Linked DNA regions of Mus musculus: all the other regions are linked to region 1. Evidence: chromatin contacts called from public HiCAR-type data. All regions are on one chromosome and are shown on one strand. The core of a region is the stretch at or near the end of the contact, and the rest is flanking DNA. Distances in the headings are between cores, read along the strand shown. Region 1 has its middle 200 kb from the start of Gm35023. Region 2 holds the start of Lyplal1 (lysophospholipase-like 1). Region 3 has its middle 45 kb from the start of Gm35201. Region 4 has its middle 26 kb from the start of Gm35201.

Region 1 (4,377 bases), core at 1,249-3,748:
TGTCTCATAGCTGCAGAAACACAATCAGAGATTTTCTAAGGTGACCTAGTAGAGGGCATTGAGTGAAAAAGGAATAAGGGGATGTTCTAGAAAAATAAAAAGATTCTAGATCCATCTTGACTGTGGAGCAGGATAAATACATGTATTTATCAAAAGTCATTGACTCCTAGATTTAAAAAGTGAGGATTTTATTTCATATGAGTTACACCTCAGCAGAAATTGAATTTGTATTTTAAAGTACATTTTTCTCAGAAGTTTAAGGTGAGCATCGAATGAAACATAGCACATCAAAGAAGTTTCTAAACATAAAATGATATGTATCCACTACTCTTTCTTATTCTAGCTAGCAATGCCTGTCGACTTTGCTCAGTTAGATCAAGATGCTAACATAGCTAACCTGGAATCAAGTTCTATCTTCTCGTCACTCTATCCATTGAGCATACCTTCCCTTTGTTGTTTTTTTATTACAAAAGTTCTGTTATTTAAGTCCAGATGATATGGCTTTTAAAGTTATACCAACCCTTGGTATGGCTTCTCACATTTGCTCTACAGGGAAGCACAACTTGTGACAAGGACAAAGTCCACAAACCAGATAAGCTACAGATAAGAAATCCACCCCCCTCCCCCACATACACAAACCACCCTCAGTCAATCAAGGGTTCAGAGCTGGGTAAGCCTAGCCCCCTGTGGCTTCCAGTTATTTACTGATGCTTAATAAACCATAAACCGACTCAAGACTTAGGGATTAAGACAGCATGATTTGTTATTTCATGGCTCTGTAGGTCGGCTGGAGTCTGTTGGGTCCTTTCCAGTGGTGTCAGCTGGGGTCAGCCACATGGCTGCATTCAGCTAGGAGCTCCGCGAGGGTTGGAACACCCAAGATCATAGACACACATATTTGGCATCTCAGTTAAAAAGGCTCCAGTGGCCAGGAACTGCTTGAGCCTCCCTTACTCCACGTGCCAACATGCCAACAAGTCTAACACAAACTTTTTTCCGTGATCTCTAGATATATACACTTTGAATGAAAACAGAATTTGTAAGTCTTTTTCAAGCTGGTTTCAGAAATTTCAGAAAACTGTTCCCACTGCATTGCGTTAGTCAAAACAATTTGTAAAATGTTACCTATGAGTCCATAGGTAGGGAACTAGTCTTCATCTTGATGGCAATATACCATTTGTGTAAGGCATGGGAAAAATTGTTGGAAGACATCTTTGTCAACAACCTACCATTTGCTGGACCTTTTTGTCCTCAAGCCTACTGTGAACAATTAAATTCCAGGTCATCAACTAAATAAAAACACTGCAGACTTCACAATGTAGCATCTAGGAAGATAATTCTTAAGGATCTACTATGTGCTAACTTCCTAGTGTGAGGGACACTGAAGAAAATTACCCTTAACTCAGCATGTTTGTTGATGGGCTGACTTGCCAAGGTGAAATTCCAGGAATTTCATCAAATCACATGAAGAAGAGTTCCCATCGACATCACTACACTTTTAGGACAAAGTACTTTCTCCTTTGGCACCTCTTCCTTTATGGGGGTCATAGTCCTTTTGCTTTTTATGGAAAACGAGGCCTTAGAATAAACGAATAGAGACTAATAGCTATCCATTAAGGCAAGTTTGTTATGAAAGGTGAGGAGAGCTCCTTCTTATCCTGTTAATTATTGTGTGATAGTCTTCAGTCCATCACACGCCACAGAAATAAGTGTTCGCTGCTGTGTCACAGGCACACAGGAACATCCCTTCTACTTGCATGCTTCCCAAGTCCGATGATGCTTCAAGGAGACTACCCTGTTGTCACAAACCCAAAGCCAGAGCTCAAATTGATTTGGCTCTAAACATATTTAGGACTAGAAAGAGGGAGGAAGCCCTTAAGAACACATGTGGAAACCGAAGTTTGTGGGCCCTTTAATTCAGTTCTGTAGTGCCCTTGCTGAGTGCTAGCCTTCCTGAGTCACCACTGGCTATTTCTGCCAGATCTCTTCCAAGATTCTGGTTCCTTCGCAACAGGTGTACCTTTCCCTTTCTCCAGCCCAGATCTCGATCCAATCCCTCAAGGATGAAGGGAATCACAGAGGGGTGTTAGAGACTGGCAGCAGCTCTGTTACCTTCCATCAAAAGGCATTGCTTTTGGTTCTCAGAGCAGAATCAACCCCCAAAGTCACAATGCTCAAATACTGTGGAGCAAAGGATGGAAGAAAATGTCCCAATGTCCAGCCTCTGCTCCGGCTCCCTCCAGTTTTACATGCACAGCCTTTATTTGCACATCAAATGCATTTGACTATTTCGTAAACCCTACTTGCTCCTGGAAACTTTCTTTTTGTAAGGCTTAGTGAATGGATGTCAAGAGACACATCCAAAGAGAGCACTTAATTCCTTGTGGAAACAGGCCATCGAAACGCCCTCGTTTGTTTGAGTCAGAGGCCTCTCTACAGAACGTCGGGTTCTGGGAATTGATCAAATCCAAGAGCATGGGAGGCAGATGAGGTCAAGGTCGCTGCAGCCCTGCATGGCTAGGAATCAGCTAACTGTTGCTGTGTGGGTTTCTTTTAATGATGTGCAGTGGGCTAATAAACAGAACATGCTCGAGTTTTGGAAAATGAATGAAGCCTAGTACTGGAAGACTCTTGGGTGGAGTGTGCTAAACCTCTCCTGAGCCAGGGATGGGACCTCTGAGGTTTCTCGTGGAAACTGTAATATTTGTGGATTCTAAAATAGAGAAATTGGCCAAATCTTAGAAGCTAAATGCGAGTGACTCATCTGGGTTAGGTACCTCCCAGGCCACATAAACAACTCTGGGCCATTGTCAGTGCTGGAAATGTCCTTAGGTGAGCTCTGACAATTAGGTTTCAATTTTTAGTGACTGTGGCAGAATTGACTGTACTGACTCTTTGCTCCTTGGTTGTAAAACCAGTGATAAATAAGAGTGTCCTCCTCAAATATGACAGAAAGAAGTGGGGGCTCTGTAGCCATCTGAACATGTGGCACATAGCTCTGCCCTCAGACTTCGCTATATGCATTGGATACAGGTATATGTATATGAGCTATGTTAAATGCTATGTTCACTTTAGACAACAGCAGCTGGACAGAGGTGCCAGCAATGGTAGTGGAATGAAACCTGCCTCCCCTCCACCTGCCTTCCCCCTCCTCAGGGTGAATCTTGCAGGTTTATCTCATTGTTGTAACAACCAAATCACTCCCTTAGCAATGTGGTGGTATTCTAAATATACATCTTGTGACCAGTGAGAAGAGGAGGCCCAACATCATGTGAACTGTTAAGAAAGGATAGTTTAACCTTTCTGTGGGCTGGAAATGAAGACTTCAGGTACCCACTCACCTAATCACCCAGTCATGTCTTTAATGAGTACCAGTTGTCTATGCTCCAGGAGTGACACCTGGGAGCTCTCTCTAGGTAACGCAATAGTTTCATGCATCTTTGTCAATTTCCTCTGTGTATTCTGGATGACTGCCCAGCCAGACATGTATATGTCTTCATGACAGACTATGAAATAGGCAAAGACCATGCTGTGTAAGGGACAAACTCCAAGGCTGAAGCAGCAGAGGCTCCATGCGATCCTCTGGATCCTCTGGAGTGAATGTTTCAAGGAAATCAGTACCTAATCCTTGAAGGGACTCAGCCAGTGCCCAGCAATAACAGTACATTCTCCATTCCCGATGACGAGAGACACTCAACGGATACCGCAGTACTGACACAGATTCAGAGAGCAGTTTCCTTAAAGGGCGGCAAGTCCGTATGCTCTTTTAGGATAAAAGGGAATTAATCAGCCCTGTGAATCAATAAGCAAGTCAAGTTACATAAGCACCATGCTTGTGAACGGATGACAAGACCAATGGAAAATATCACCCAACTATGATTATAATCAAAAGCAAAACTAAAATTGAAATACATTGTCTGCATCTAGAACATCAGTATCCTTAATTTTAATGAAAATGGCAAACAATAAAAAAAAAAAAACAAATACTTCTGTTTCAGTTAGGTAACAAATAAAGGAGATAGGCTAAGGAACAGAGTGTGGAGCTCACAGCAGGTGGTCAGGGGCGCAGAATTGGGTTGTAGCTCTTGCTTCTGGGATACCATAAGGGAGTTAAATGAGGTCGTGTTGCATAATATCACTAAAGTCAGACTCAACCAGGGAATTGTGCCCCGGGCCTATAATCCTAGACTTCAGGAGGCTGAAACAGGAGACTCTGGAGTTCAAGACCAAGCTGGGCTACATAGTGAGACCCTGTCTCAAAACAAGTAAATACATAAATGCCTACATAGATACACAAAGGCATACACACATGTATGTATTCATCTGTACATGCATGCATGCAGTCATACATACATGCATGCATGCATGCAGTCATAC
Region 2 (4,381 bases), core at 826-3,325, 290 kb before region 1:
CTCAAACATCAGATGCTGCACTCCAAGGGCGGGACCTTCACATGTTCTGTAAAGATAACACATTCACCTTAAAGAATTCCTAAACACAGCATAGGAAATTAAACCCTGACCTGGTATCTCCCATAACACCCAGAGGGAGCTCCCGGAGTCACAGAGATCTGCTGTCTGTGCCTCCCCAATGCTGGGATTAAAGGCAAGTGCCACCACACCTAGCTTAACCTTGTATTTTTTTTTATCCCAGAAGACATGAAAAAAATTTGGGAAAAAATGGAAGACTGTTTTTCTTATTTCTTTTCTTTGCTTTAGTTGTGTGCTCTATGCTGACTGTTTTGGTCTATCACTGATGTTATCAAACAGGGTGATTGGACAGACTGGCTAAAAACATATGAGCAGCAACAAAGAAACAAGAAGTTGTAGGAAGAGGGAAAGAATGTAACAGTGAAAATCCTCCTTGGATATTCCCACTGCCAATGTAACAGAGCAAAAGATCGGTCTTAAAAGGGGCTGCCAGACAGCCTGCAACCTAATTACATTTCAAAGTATGATAGGACCGGAAAGAAGCACAGCCCCAACAGTGTGCCTACCAGATGGCATCTCTAACTCCAGGGACAGAGATGTTTGTTCTGTAACTGTAGATGAAAGCAACCATAGCTTTCAAGTCATGGAAAGATGAAGGAGCAGTGCTTAGATTCAGAACAGTCTGGCCCTGTCTAACAGTGATTGTGACTCTAGGAAGGGTCAAGTTCCAGGTAAGAAGCCAAGCCTAGCCTGCAGGTAGGACTCCAGTCCCTATTACCTTCCTGTTGTGGCTTTTATAGTGAGTTGGCCCTTGTAAGGAAAGCCTTCTTTTACTGCCTGTCTGGATGGAGTCAGTTAGTTTCTCCTTTTCTATCTGTCTCTTTTAACCAACACAGTGTTTTCAAAGCTATTGGTATTCTGTATGGATTCCATCCCCACAGTTACCTGGCAATAGCCAGGTAGGCCGACTCACTACAAAAGGGGCTGCTTGGCCCCTTCTCCCTCTCCTGCCTCTCGTGTTCTCTTACTTCTGCTTCTCTCTCCCTTGCCTCTTGCCCCATTCCCCTCACCCCTCTCTACACGTGCTCATGGCGGGCCTCTGCTTCTCTACTCCCTGCCTCTCTCTGCCTCTTCTACACTCTTAACTCCTCTCCCCATGCCCTGAATAAGCTCTGTTCTATACAGGGGAAAGGACTGCCTTGGCATGGGCCCGCTGAGACATATCCTTCCCCCACACCCTGCCAGAACATATTGTTATAGCTCTTTATCTTTTTATGATTACAACACAAGCTAGTCTATTTTGTACTGGGATGGGAATTCTGTCTTTGTTAGCAGTGACGGTACTTACTGGTACACGCATACCATGTATCCTGTCCATCCGCGTGGAGATGGCATGGGGGTTGTTTTATCCTTTGCGGTCTGTAAATACCACCGCAGATAGTGATGTAGGAGCCTCTATCTAAGTGCCTGATTTGTTCTTTTTAGGAAGGGGATGTATCCAGAAATTGAAGTTGTGGGTCATTTAATCCCACACTTATTTTCATGTTACTTCCTGCTGCCATCAGCCACGCACAACCATCTCCAGCTTGTAATCATTTCCACTAATCATTGCCCACAGTTTTGCTAACAGCCATGCCAAAGAATGTGAAGTCCTAGCTCATTAAATTAGATCTATCTGTTAACTATTAGAAAAAAGACAAAGACACACACACATACAAAAGAAATTATTATATGGCTGGGTCACCCTGTGTGCAAAAAGCTACGAACATCTGGTGCAAGCCCCAAAGCGGATGGTTATATAAAATATGGTTATATCTGTAAAAATTTAAAGACAGTAATATTTCCCAAACTGGGTGATCCTGAGCTTTAGAACTGCAGTTTAAAACCTGCAGCAAATTCTCGGGACTAAAGTTTATTCTCAGTCATTACAATGGAGGAACCTGACCTAAGGAAAGCATTCCTCAGCAGAATCCAGAGCTGAGCACTCCTTCGTCAGATTTAGGGGCGGGGCGCCAGGCACGGCGCATGCGCACACCCATGCTGGTGCTGCTTGCCTGCGCGCGCGGCCCCGTGACGCTAGGGACGTGGCCGCGCGCCTTGCCATCTCTCCTCCGCCATGGCTGCTGTGCCCAGCGCTGTTCACCTGCCGCGTTGTGTGGTGTCCCCGACCGGGAGACACAGTGCCTCGCTGATCTTCCTGCACGGCTCAGGTGCATTACAGTCTCGTGGTCTCCGACCCGCTCGCTACAGTAGGGGAAGCACCCTCTTCTCGGTCCCCCAGCGCCCAGGGTCGCCCGAGGGCTCCTCTTTCTGTATAGCACTCATCTTCATCCTCTTCCTTCCTTCGCTGGTGTGCTTGACCCGTGCACCCACAGCATGGTCGAACGGCAGTCCTTACCTAACCCCAAGTTCAGTCATAGCACCATATCGGTGTAAGTCTCCAGGCACGTGGATTAACCACTGTTTCAGGGTCGACCAGCAGTGATCTGACATACATACCCCACCACACACCCCTATTGCAGGTCCTAAGCTGTTGTCTGCCTTGCCGGTGTCATAGAGACGTTTTTGGATCATATTTACACTGTGTAAGTGTATGCTTAGCACCACCAGCGGGTTTCCCCTGCGCCTCCCACCTGTCTTTTTTGATGGTCCACCACCCTGGTTTCCCCTATGCCCTCTTGTAAAACCTTCGAGGTAAGTATAAAGTCCGCTTCATTTAGGGAGCACCCTTAGAGGAAAACACAAGAATCACCGACTTAATCCTTGCTCACTGTGCTTGGTTGGCCCGGGGTAAGTTCTCAGGAAAGGAAAAAAAAAAAATTTTTTTTTTTTTTTTAATTTAAGAAATGAGATCCAGGCGGTGTCCTCAAGGGGCCTACCTAAATTTAAAAACAAAAACAATTCAATTAATTTGAGTCAGCAGTGGATAGGAGATCACAAGATGGTGCATGGGCTACTGCCAAGAGAATAGTAAGGAAAGAAAAAAAAATGGGGTTGGACATTGTGAATGAAGGGCTTGTCAGAGCTTTTCAGGAGCACTGCGTTATGCTGAGGCCTGTGTAGGCTTAGGGGACTAGAACACGACGGGATTGGAGTGTTCCCTCCATTTTGAAAAAAAAAAACAAAACAAAAAAAAAACAAAACGGGACTAGAAACGCTTTCTTGCTGTTGCTTAAGGAGTAGTGAGGCTGGGTTTGAATCCAAATGTCTGACTTGGAATTAATATTCTGGGGGGAGGGGGAGGGAAACCCTCAACTATGGTGTATCATTCTAGAAATAGAGTAATAAAAGTTGTGTAAAGGGAAAGGCCTGGCACGAGACTTACACCTTTATAGCTAGCTGCCTAATAATCCAGCACCCAAGAGAATTCAGTGATGAGCATCCAAAATTCCCACATAGTAATTCCTTCTCGTAATTAATTCAGTGTCTTTAGAAAGAACTAGAGTTTGTTCTTTTCCCCCCATCTGGACCACCTTGCTTAGTGCTTCCTATTTTTCTATTTCAAATTACTGACATTTTTATAACCTATAATGTATGTCTGAAAACAGAGTCACCTATTCTGTATGTATTTTATTCATTTGTGTGTATTGTCTGTGTGTGTGTGTGCGCGCGCACGCGCATGCGTGTGTAAAACTTGCCTTTGTACATTGGAAAAAAATTCATCTAAATAATTCTTCCAGATGTTCAGGTATATTATTCTTATATAATTGGATCTCCATTGATGTATAAAAAGATCTTTTAGGAGTTGGCCTGTTCTGCTAATTGTTATTATTAATTAATTGGAACTTGGAGTCACCTGAGAAAAGTGAGTCTCAGCTGAGAAATTGCCCAGTTCAGGTTGGCCTGTGGCAGTGTCTATGGTGAATGGTCTCAGTTGTTGGTTGATTAGGAGGCTCCTGCCTGCTGTGGCCATTGCTTCTCCTGTGCATGTGGGTCTGGGTTGTATAAACCTGGTTGAGCATGAGCCATGGGGACAAACCAGTATCAGCTGTGCTCTGTGTTTCCTGCCTCTGCTCCTACATAAGTTCCTGGCCTCCCTGGGTGAATATGCCACCAGGTGTATTTGAACCTTTTTCTACTTCCAAACTTTGAGGGGAAACGGCGACTCTTACAGTGAATGATGTAAATGGTCTTCTCTGTGGCTGGCTTCAGCCTCCCACACGGGTCCCTAAACTCCATTATTTCCTTCACGGACATCCATCATACCTGTGATTCCTAAGTCTGTGACCCGCACTGACCTTTAAGGCTGATAAAGGCTGTTCTGTGTATGGTTGCTGTCTTTCTCCCTTTATAATGTCTTTATGAAGGTGCTCAGTCAGATCTTGCTGAAGTTACAAGAAACCCCAGGAAGTGGGAGCCTTGT
Region 3 (4,453 bases), core at 664-3,163, 360 kb before region 1:
AGTAATTTGCACCAAAATTTGTTAGTTTCATTTTACTTTCTTAGAAGGAGTAATTATAAGACTAAATGAAAACACACATGAACGAAAACTCCTGACAAACCAGAATAGTATTTCCAGGGAGAAATGATGTCTAAATAAGATGGCTTCCATATCCCCATGTGTTATAATATTGCAAATATTTATGCTCAAGGTTTGCATCTGTGTGAGGAAAATAGAGTCATGAGGAGAATCAAACAGTTGTTATTACTCTTTGGTTTGTGTTTTAAAGACACACACGCACGTGCAGACACACACACATCACATATATTTCCTTTTTGTGTCTGGCCGTTTTTGATATAGAAGACAGTGTCAGGGGACTCTCTGGGACTAAAGTTATATACAGATGTTCAAATTATAACACTGAAACATGGGAACAGTTTTGTTCCCATCCTTAGAGACTGGCCCTGGCTCTCTACGTACAAACTGATGTACTCAATTCCTGATTTTTTTTTTTTTTTGGTTGAATTGTCCACATGCATTATAGCAGTTGAGGGATTTTATTCTCATATCTAAACCTGTTGTCAGAAACAACTCTTGCCTTGTGCCCTGTGTTTTGTTCAATGTGAGGTGCCTGAGTTCCCTGGGCAAGCACTCATTGTTCAACTGGATCACCAGTCTACAGAGAAAGCAGCTCTGTGACCAGGCTGAACTGGCTGACTAAGGAGCAGAGATATGAAGCTATTCCAGGGGCAGAGAGAGAGAGAGAGAGAGAGAGAGAGAGAGAGAGAGAGAGAGAGAGAGAGAGAACTATGTAAAAGTAAAAGCAAAGGAAAGTGGGGGGAGGAGCGGGGAGGGTTCGGCAGCCAACAGCTTCGATGGAGAAAGCTAAGTTCAGAACCAGTCATCCAGATTGGTCTGCGGCTGCTCACAAGAACAGTAAGGTTTTCCTTCCTTCTCTCTGAGTGGGAACAGTGTCAAGACAGGCATTTGTACATGATCGTTGCAAAGGGCAAGCAGAATAGCTCAGTGGGTAAAGAGCTTGCCAGGCAAACGTGAGGACCAGAGTTCAGATCCCCAACCCCTTAGTAGAAAAGTCAGGTGTGGTGTCATTCTCTGCCCTGAGGAGCAGATCTAGGCAGGTGCCTGGGGCTTATAGACCATTTAGACTCATTGGTGAATTCCAGCGCCCATCGAGGAGGGAATTTGTCTCACAAATCAGAGTGAAGGATGCCTCGCCACCTCCCAGTGCGGAAACATGTTGCCACGTTATACAAACCGTCCCTTTCTCTGCCTGTCCATGTGGTTCATCTGCCCTGTGCATCTCAGAACAAAGAAAAAAAAATCTTGCAGGCTGGTTGTAAAGGTTTTGTTCACAGAGGCTGGCCCCAGGGCTAAATGGGTGAGTCCTGCCAGCCACCAAACCTAGCCTGTATACCTGTATACACGTGCAGCATTTCTCTAAGCAAACTGTTTCCTTAATATGGTAAAATCTGCGGCAGCCAAGGGGAAAAACCTGTGATCTCAGAACCCAAAACTGATGACGGAGTCACAGCCCCATATTCCTGAAAAGCACTCAGGCTTTCTTTCTGATCAAACCAGAAGCAAGCAGGAGAGCTGGGGGATGGGGGCGTGCTGTTCACCGCTCACTCTCAACAAACTCTTTCTCCCGTGAGGCAGAGAGCACAGTGGTTTAATTCACAGCTTCTGGGGCTTTTAAAAAATACTAAACCATTCAAAAGTTTTCTATACTAACCAGCGTATCTAAAGATCCACAGGGATAAATAAACGCGGTGAGCTGGCAGGGGCCTTCGGTGGCATAATGACTGCTGGTTATAAACAGTAAACAAGATATAATCAGCAAGCACAGACGACTGCCCAGTCACGCGGGGCATAAATCATTAGCCGAATGACTTCAGCAGCACTGTCTCCGAAGCAAAATTAAGCCGACGGTTCCCCCTGTGGCAATAATGAAGTACTGTAATGCTGGCATAAATAAATAAGTAACCCAGAGAAGAAGGCTTTGTTGTGCCTTGGAAATGATCGAAGGTTAACGTCTCATAAATAACTGTGTAGCGCAGCTCTCATCTCGGGGAAGCCCTTTGCAGGGGTCAGGAGTTAGGGAGGACGTTGTTGTCTACTCCTGTAGACATGGAGATAGGCACGGTGCCTGCTCCCACAGTCCCTGCAGCTAGCGTGTGCTGTAGGTAGGGCATGGAGTCGCTGACATATTACCAATCTCAAAATGACAAATTTCTCTCTACTGTAAAGGCAGATATCATTCACTGATTCAGAAAGAGCCAAAGAAATGCTAAGCAGAACACAGGACAGAGAGAGGACAAACCTCTAGCTGGCCAGGGGCTCTCAAGCTAGATTGCCAACGACCTGAAAGGGAAAAATTTTCAATTCTGACTTTGGCCACAGGACCCAGCCATATGTCTTCCACATTCATTTTGCTGAGTGCCAAAGTTCATTTAAAAAAAAAAAAAAAAAGAAAGAAAGAAAGAAAAAAAGAACTGGCTAATCACTTGTTCCTCTTGGATAAGTGAACTTGGCTATGGGACGTGATCACACAAAAAGACTCCAGGGAACATCTTGATCCCTGGCTGTGCTGACTCAATATCTTGTATTTCTCACTCCAATTTCTTTATCTGTTTTACGAAGTCAATATAGCTTTATCACCATCTCTGAAAAGGAGAGATCTGGGCGAACTGCTGTGAGCTCGCTGACTTGTAAACACAGCCACATTTGTATCTTTTCACAGTGCTGGGCTTTATTAAATAACAATCAGCTAGGTTGGTTTTATTGGCAACATTTGTCAAGGAGTCCCAAAGTCTCCAGGTAGCTGGCTGAAGAAATAGGTTCTTTTATTCTAAGCTCAGATCACACATTACAACAGCAATTATACCACACACACACACTACACAGTAAATATATCAATACTATATAGACATAAAACTTATGTTAGGTTACACATGGCTACCACTGCAGAATTCTACACTGTACAAATAGCAAACAGAGAGAACAGTTAAAACAGACTGTGTCACCAGTGAAGGCAAATCAAGCTGAAGACCCTGGGATGCTGGAATGTTCCCTGCCTGTTGTCCCTTTAAAGCACACACAAGGTATCAGGTGACAGATCAGCAGAGTCACCACTGTACATGGCAGTATTATATGTTCCAGGTGAGGAAGTTTCCTCTTTCCTAAGGCTGGGTGCTTTCCTGATATGATTGAAATAAGCTCATGTGCTTAGATCATCTCAATGTACCTTAATTACATATGGTAGCATGTTTTCTCCTTCCAGGAACCAATCATTCATCAGCCTGTGCCTCATTGGCTGACAGAGCGAGCCATTTGTATGTACACTGAAGTGCGCAATCATCCTTCATCTTCAGTCTGGATTCAAAAGCTGCAGGTGAAACAGTCTCTCTCAAGGCAGGGCACGGACCACTGTTTTGCACAACATGGGGTGACTGGAGTGGGGCCGAGCCTGATTCAACACTGGCTTAGTGTCTTTTTCAAATGTCTCAATAGTAGAGTTTACTTTAAAGTAGCATTTTAACAATTTCCACTGGTTCTAGGTTCCTACCTGTGGGGAGACTTCTCTTCCACAGCACAGCGTGCCATCTGTAAAGTGAGCTACCAGCTTCAGGGTCTCTTTAAGTAAACTAAGATTATGTCTGATTTGATGGGACAGGGACGCAGCCTACAGTTTTACAGATGGCTTTCACAGGGCAGACACTTCAAAGGCTTAGATTCCTAATCTTGCCCTTCCTTCCCTGCCCCTTTCTATTTTGATGCTTCAAACAGATTGGCATTAACAGATCAAAGCCTACGCTCAGCAGGTCTGACTGTGGTTATGATAGCTTTGCCTCTTTGAATATCTGCATCCTCCTTTATTAATCTATAATGAGAAAATATAAACGGAAGGTTCATTACCTCTCTGTCCTTATAGGAATAAGGCTTCAGTTGGTGAGTTATGTAACCTCTGAGCTTACATTTCCTTGGATGAAAAGATCACCCACGTGCTTGACTGTGGAACAGAAGTGAACATTTGAATGAAATGGCAAATAACACATCCAACGTATGTTCAAAGACAGGTCAAAGCCAGATTGAGGGCAAAGCCAGTATAGTTATGAATAAAACATTGTTCACCTCTTCTCCCTGCTCACCTCTCCTAGCCTCTCCTCCCTTACACTTTCATGATCTGCCTAATTTCTTCAAGAACCCTATGAATCCATGAGGGTCTCCCTTTATGTTCAATTTTGGTTGCTCCCATCGCCTGTGATAGTTATGACCAGTTCAGGCCAATGCCAACAAGAGAAATAGGAATGATACCTGTTTCAGGCTAAGAGTGAACCAATCCAGAACCAGCTGGTCCAGATGGATTGCCAGGGCTATGCTCTACCAGGCCAAAGGATCTTCCAACCTGAACACTCATTCAAAGATAGTAGCTGCCAGGTTTGGCGAGGCATAC
Region 4 (4,400 bases), core at 1,733-4,232, 340 kb before region 1:
CAAAATGCACTGTATTTCTACAGAGCATTAATAGTGTGGGTGTGTAATTTGTACTTTTACATACCATTAACAGTGTGGATGTATAATTTTAAGAAGTGATACTTATTTTCCTGTCAGCCTAGAATATCAAATAAGACCAGAAGGTAGACACAATGAGATAGACTCAAGAATGGAACATGGACAACCAATTTAAAATCTACTAAAAATTACAGGGGATGGGGAGATGGCCCAGTGGGTGAATTGCCCACTACACAAACATGAAGGTCCTCAGCACATACATGACACCGGAAGGATATCATGTACATCTGTAACTCTAGTCCTAGGACGCAGGGTCAGTTAGAGCTTGAGGGCTCAATGGCCAGCCATGCTCGCCAAATGACATGGAGTACCATGTGCACAAACGACAGGAGCTGCTCTTGACTCAGTTAGCAACCTTGCCTGAAAAAAAATAAATAAATAAGGGGGAGGGCAATAGAGGAAGACACCCAAGGTCAACTACGGGCCTCTGTAAATACATTCGCAGGCAAGCTGACCTCCACATACAAGTACATATACAGCAAAAAACACCCCCCACAGAGAGAGAGAGAGACAGAGAGAGACAGAGAGAGAGACAGAGACAGAGACAGAGACAGAGACAGAGACAGAGACAGAGACAGAGAGAGGCTAACTGGTCCTGAGCATCCATCTCTGCTTCCTGGTCCCCTCGCCATACAGAGCTGATCCATCTTCCCCATGTTCCCACCTGCATGAATCCCATCAAGTCCTTTTCTGGCTTACACTGTTTCATTCTGGGATTCGGTCACAGCGGTGCAATAGCTATGTAACACAGCATGACAAAGTCAGTGTTCAGAGTTTTCTGCTGATCTCAGTTCAGAGAGTATCCTGTTTAGCTTCTGAATTTGTTCAGTTCTTCCTGTACAATCCCCATGTCTTTGTATTGTCAGTTTTCCCTGTTAGTGGTCTGGCTACAGCTGTCTGTCATGGAGCTTTCTTAAGCCAATTTTTAAAAGTTGTTTCTTGCTGACACTTCTTTAGGCAGTCTGCTATTGGATGTGTTTTCCTGTTAATTGTGTCCTGTGAGCTTCATATCCTCTCAAAATCTGAAAGAAATGTGACAGCCATGCTTTCTCCAGCCTTCTCAGCTCTGACTCAACCAGGAGAGCCCTTCTGTGGGTAGACATCACATTCTTGCACAGCATACTCCAAGAACAGGGTGTTCCTCTATCCATTCCCCACCCCAAAGAAGCCATGAGTTTAGAGAAGTTCTCACTAGATGCATGTTGAGCTGTGATGCTCAAATGCACACACAAATAAACTGGAAACTGGGCTGAAAATTTCTGACATAAGGACACAACATTCCCCTTGTTTCCTTGCTCCCACTTGAGGCTACTCAATTCTTGTCCTGTACATGAACTATCCAAAGAAGTCAGTAATTCTACTCTCTGTGATGCATTCTAAAACATTAAGCTTAATTTATCTCAGGATAGATTCCAAGCACTGGTAGTTGGCTAAAATACCCTAGAAGCTTCTAATGGACAGCCATAGGTGATACTGTTGTATACATGGAATCTTCACTTCTCCTGAGAATCTATATGGTGTAGAGTGTTGTTCTTTTCTTGCTGCTCTACCTCTGTGTTGCACTGTGAATCAAACTACTCTTCATCGATCCCTTGCAACCCAAACTCACCAATCCTCAACAGCCCCGCTCCCATGAGGACAAAGCCACAGGCCATTTCTCAACTTTGGTATCCAAAGCTTAATTTATAAAATACAAATAATATACACACTTACCAAAAATTAGAATTTATACTTCTCAAGGGGTATTCGTGTGTAAAAACATAAGTCATACACTAGGAGAAACTATTTGCAAATAAAATATATGAACAAGAATTTCTTACCCCAAGTAGGTAACAATCTTCTGCTACCTTTCACAAAGAAAATAGACACAAAGAAAATAGACACAGGACAAGTAGAATTTGAAAGCTTTTCCAGATAAGCATCCATTAAGAAAGTTTACGTGGGGCTGTAGAGATGGTGCAGCAGTTGCTGTAGAGGACTTGAGTTTGGTCTCAGCACCCACCCACACAATGACTCACAAATGCCTGTAACTCTAGCTACAGGGTTTCCAACACCCCCTTCTGCCCTCTGAGGGCACCATGGCATTTAGTATACACATGTGGAAGGAAGTGCACAGGCAGACAGACAGACAGACATATAAGTTATTAAATTAAATATTAAATTCAGGAAAATAAAATGGGAAGCAAGCTTCTTCCAGACATGATCCACGTTGTAATGGCTCACCTCCTTCTTGGGTTTGAGGACAGGGATGATACAGGAGGAGCTAGAGAAGCACGGCCATGGCTTTAACCCACATTAAATAACTTCCTCAGATAAGAAGAGAGTTCCTAGCTTCCATTATCACCTTGTTATAGTAGTTACATAAAAGACTTAGAGAAAATAATTATATCCTACAAATTATTATATATTCCTGGGGTGTATGTTTGCATCAATTTTATCATTGCATTCCTTTCCATAGGAACTCACGAGGGGGGGGAACAACTAAAAGTGCAGTCATGGCTCCTCCCTCCACATATGTTTCTGATTTTAAGTTGGGTTCTGCCTGGATGAATGATGGAGCATGACTCTGCAGCCCTGACTTTTTTTTTTTTTTAAGGAGCCTGATTATTTTATGACACAAACAAGCTTTACAAAACTAAGCTAATCTACACCCTATTGAGCAGCAATATCCTTCCACTCATAAACGCAAAGTTTAAATGATCTGTGCAAAGAGCACACAACTGACAGCTGGGTCTCAGGTTCCTTTGTTTACTCTTAAAGCAGAGCTCGCCCTTCGGTGCGATGCGCCAGGCCTGCGTGTGCATCTTAAGAAGCTTCCCCCTGCGCATCATTCCCTTGCAGCAGCCTCCTTTGTTCATTTTCGCAATCTCCATCCAAGTTGCAAATCAGTGGAGCTGTCATCGTTTCTCAGAACGTGTTGTTTTCAGCATGACCTGCTGATTTTCCCAAGTGCTCACTGTTATTGCGGAGTCATGGTAGCAAGGCCCGTCAACTCCTTTTGCTTGCTTTTTGGCCACTGACTCCCCAGATTTTCCTTTGACCTCCACCCGAGTATACAGCCTTACATCATTCTTTTTCCAGATCTCTCTCTCTCTCTCTCTCTCTCTCTCTCTCTCTCTCTCTCTCTCTCTCTCTTTCTTTCTTTCTCTCTCTCTCGGCTCAAATCCAAGGAATTTTGCATTTCTTGACTTCTCCCAAGAATAAGAACAGCTACTGGAAAAGAGCCGAATCTGCAGAGTGAAGTCTTGGTAGCAGAACTCCCTCACACTCAGAGCAACCTAATGATCAGCTTCCTGGAAAAAAAAATGGCCCCTCTAGTTTTCAGTCATCCCATACAGTGCTATTGAGAAAATCAAATGAGATCAAAGCAGTGGCATTATTTGTGTGATGAAAAGACGTAGGAGAGAAAGCTCCATTATAGTTTTATCCTTTATTTGACTTAGCTCCATTACTCCACTAAACAGTAAAGTGAATAGAATATGTGTTGGACAGATGCATGGATGCATGGATGGATGTATGGGTGGATGCATGGATGGATGCATGGGTGGATGCATGGATGGATGCATGAATGAATGATTAGAAAGGTGTGATACCTACTTTATCTACCCCCTGATTTCTCTTAGTTACCATGTCTAGGAACTATGAACCTTGACTTTGACCTGGGCGTACATTGGAATGAGCAATGAGTATCTTTAAGACCATGGTACAGAAACCACACTTCTCAGAGCCATACAATAGAACCTCTGGAGGTAGAAGCCAAGATGCAGCATTTGCAATACGGTGTTTGGCCAAAGGTGAAAAGTGCATTGCTTGCAACATTAGCTGTGTTGTCGCTGTCTGACACGTTGACAATGCTGTCTGGGAGGGAAGACGGTTGTTCTGGCTAGTCATTGGAGGGACACAGTCATTCATGACAGCAGAGGCACAAAGGCCCTGTGGTAGTGACAGTAAGGTTCTCACATTGTCTCTGCAATCACGAAGCAGGGAGAAAGATCAGCTCAACAGTAAGGAGGGATGTCACACAGAAGATCCACACTTCAGAGGCCTACTTCTTCCAGCAAGCCCCCATTTTCTAAAGGTTCTACAGCTGCCCCCAAACAGGCCACCCACTACAGAGCAAGTGTTCCAACCATGATCCGGGGCGGGGCACATTTCCTGTTCAAACCACCATAGGTCCCAAGCTCTAGCAGGGCCTTGACCTCAGCACTCAGCAGGTGTACCTCCTCTCTAGGACTGCAGACTCTTCTCCGTAAAGAATCATCATCTACGGTAGGATTTAGTTATTTCATTTTGTTTTATGTTGGGTCAGAGGCCTCAGACAA

The links. HiCAR-type assays count read pairs that join an accessible place to other places.
Region 2: a contact with region 1 is called in a HiCAR-type map of fibro-adipogenic progenitors, with 2.4 times the contacts expected there. The contact joins the promoter of Lyplal1 here to the enhancer-like site in region 1. A contact is called at or near these places in 5 of 39 promoter capture datasets (the 3T3-L1 cell line, embryonic stem cells, hippocampal neurons and 1 more) and 1 of 115 datasets of contacts at active chromatin or transcription factors (fibro-adipogenic progenitors).
Region 3: a HiCAR-type map of fibro-adipogenic progenitors shows a contact between it and region 1, with 5 times the contacts expected there. The contact joins two enhancer-like sites. A contact is called at or near these places in 1 of 15 datasets of contacts at CTCF or cohesin (the NIH/3T3 cell line), 1 of 484 Hi-C or Micro-C datasets (uterus) and 1 of 115 datasets of contacts at active chromatin or transcription factors (fibro-adipogenic progenitors).
Region 4: a contact with region 1 is called in a HiCAR-type map of fibro-adipogenic progenitors, with 4 times the contacts expected there. The contact joins two enhancer-like sites. A contact is called at or near these places in 1 of 484 Hi-C or Micro-C datasets (uterus) and 1 of 115 datasets of contacts at active chromatin or transcription factors (fibro-adipogenic progenitors).

What each region holds. Positions count from the first base shown.
Region 1 is chr1:185,820,557-185,824,933 of GRCm38.p6, reverse strand. No RefSeq gene overlaps it. Among named protein-coding and RNA genes, the nearest start is that of Gm35023, 200 kb to the right of the region's middle. Within about 2 kb of position 2,498, at least 5 of the 459 cell types and tissues checked have an H3K27ac peak or open chromatin away from gene starts, as enhancers often do. A contact at or near this core is called in fibro-adipogenic progenitors, where this site is marked.
Region 2 is chr1:186,115,004-186,119,384 of GRCm38.p6, reverse strand. It overlaps Lyplal1 (lysophospholipase-like 1), which reads left to right and starts at 2,075. Exons shown (of 5, transcript NM_146106.2): 1 at 2,075-2,228. The coding sequence starts at 2,135.
Region 3 is chr1:186,180,256-186,184,708 of GRCm38.p6, reverse strand. No RefSeq gene overlaps it. Among named protein-coding and RNA genes, the nearest start is that of Gm35201, 45 kb to the right of the region's middle. Within about 2 kb of position 1,913, at least 99 of the 459 cell types and tissues checked have an H3K27ac peak or open chromatin away from gene starts, as enhancers often do. A contact at or near this core is called in fibro-adipogenic progenitors, where this site is marked.
Region 4 is chr1:186,162,008-186,166,407 of GRCm38.p6, reverse strand. No RefSeq gene overlaps it. Among named protein-coding and RNA genes, the nearest start is that of Gm35201, 26 kb to the right of the region's middle. Within about 2 kb of position 2,982, at least 25 of the 459 cell types and tissues checked have an H3K27ac peak or open chromatin away from gene starts, as enhancers often do. A contact at or near this core is called in fibro-adipogenic progenitors, where this site is marked.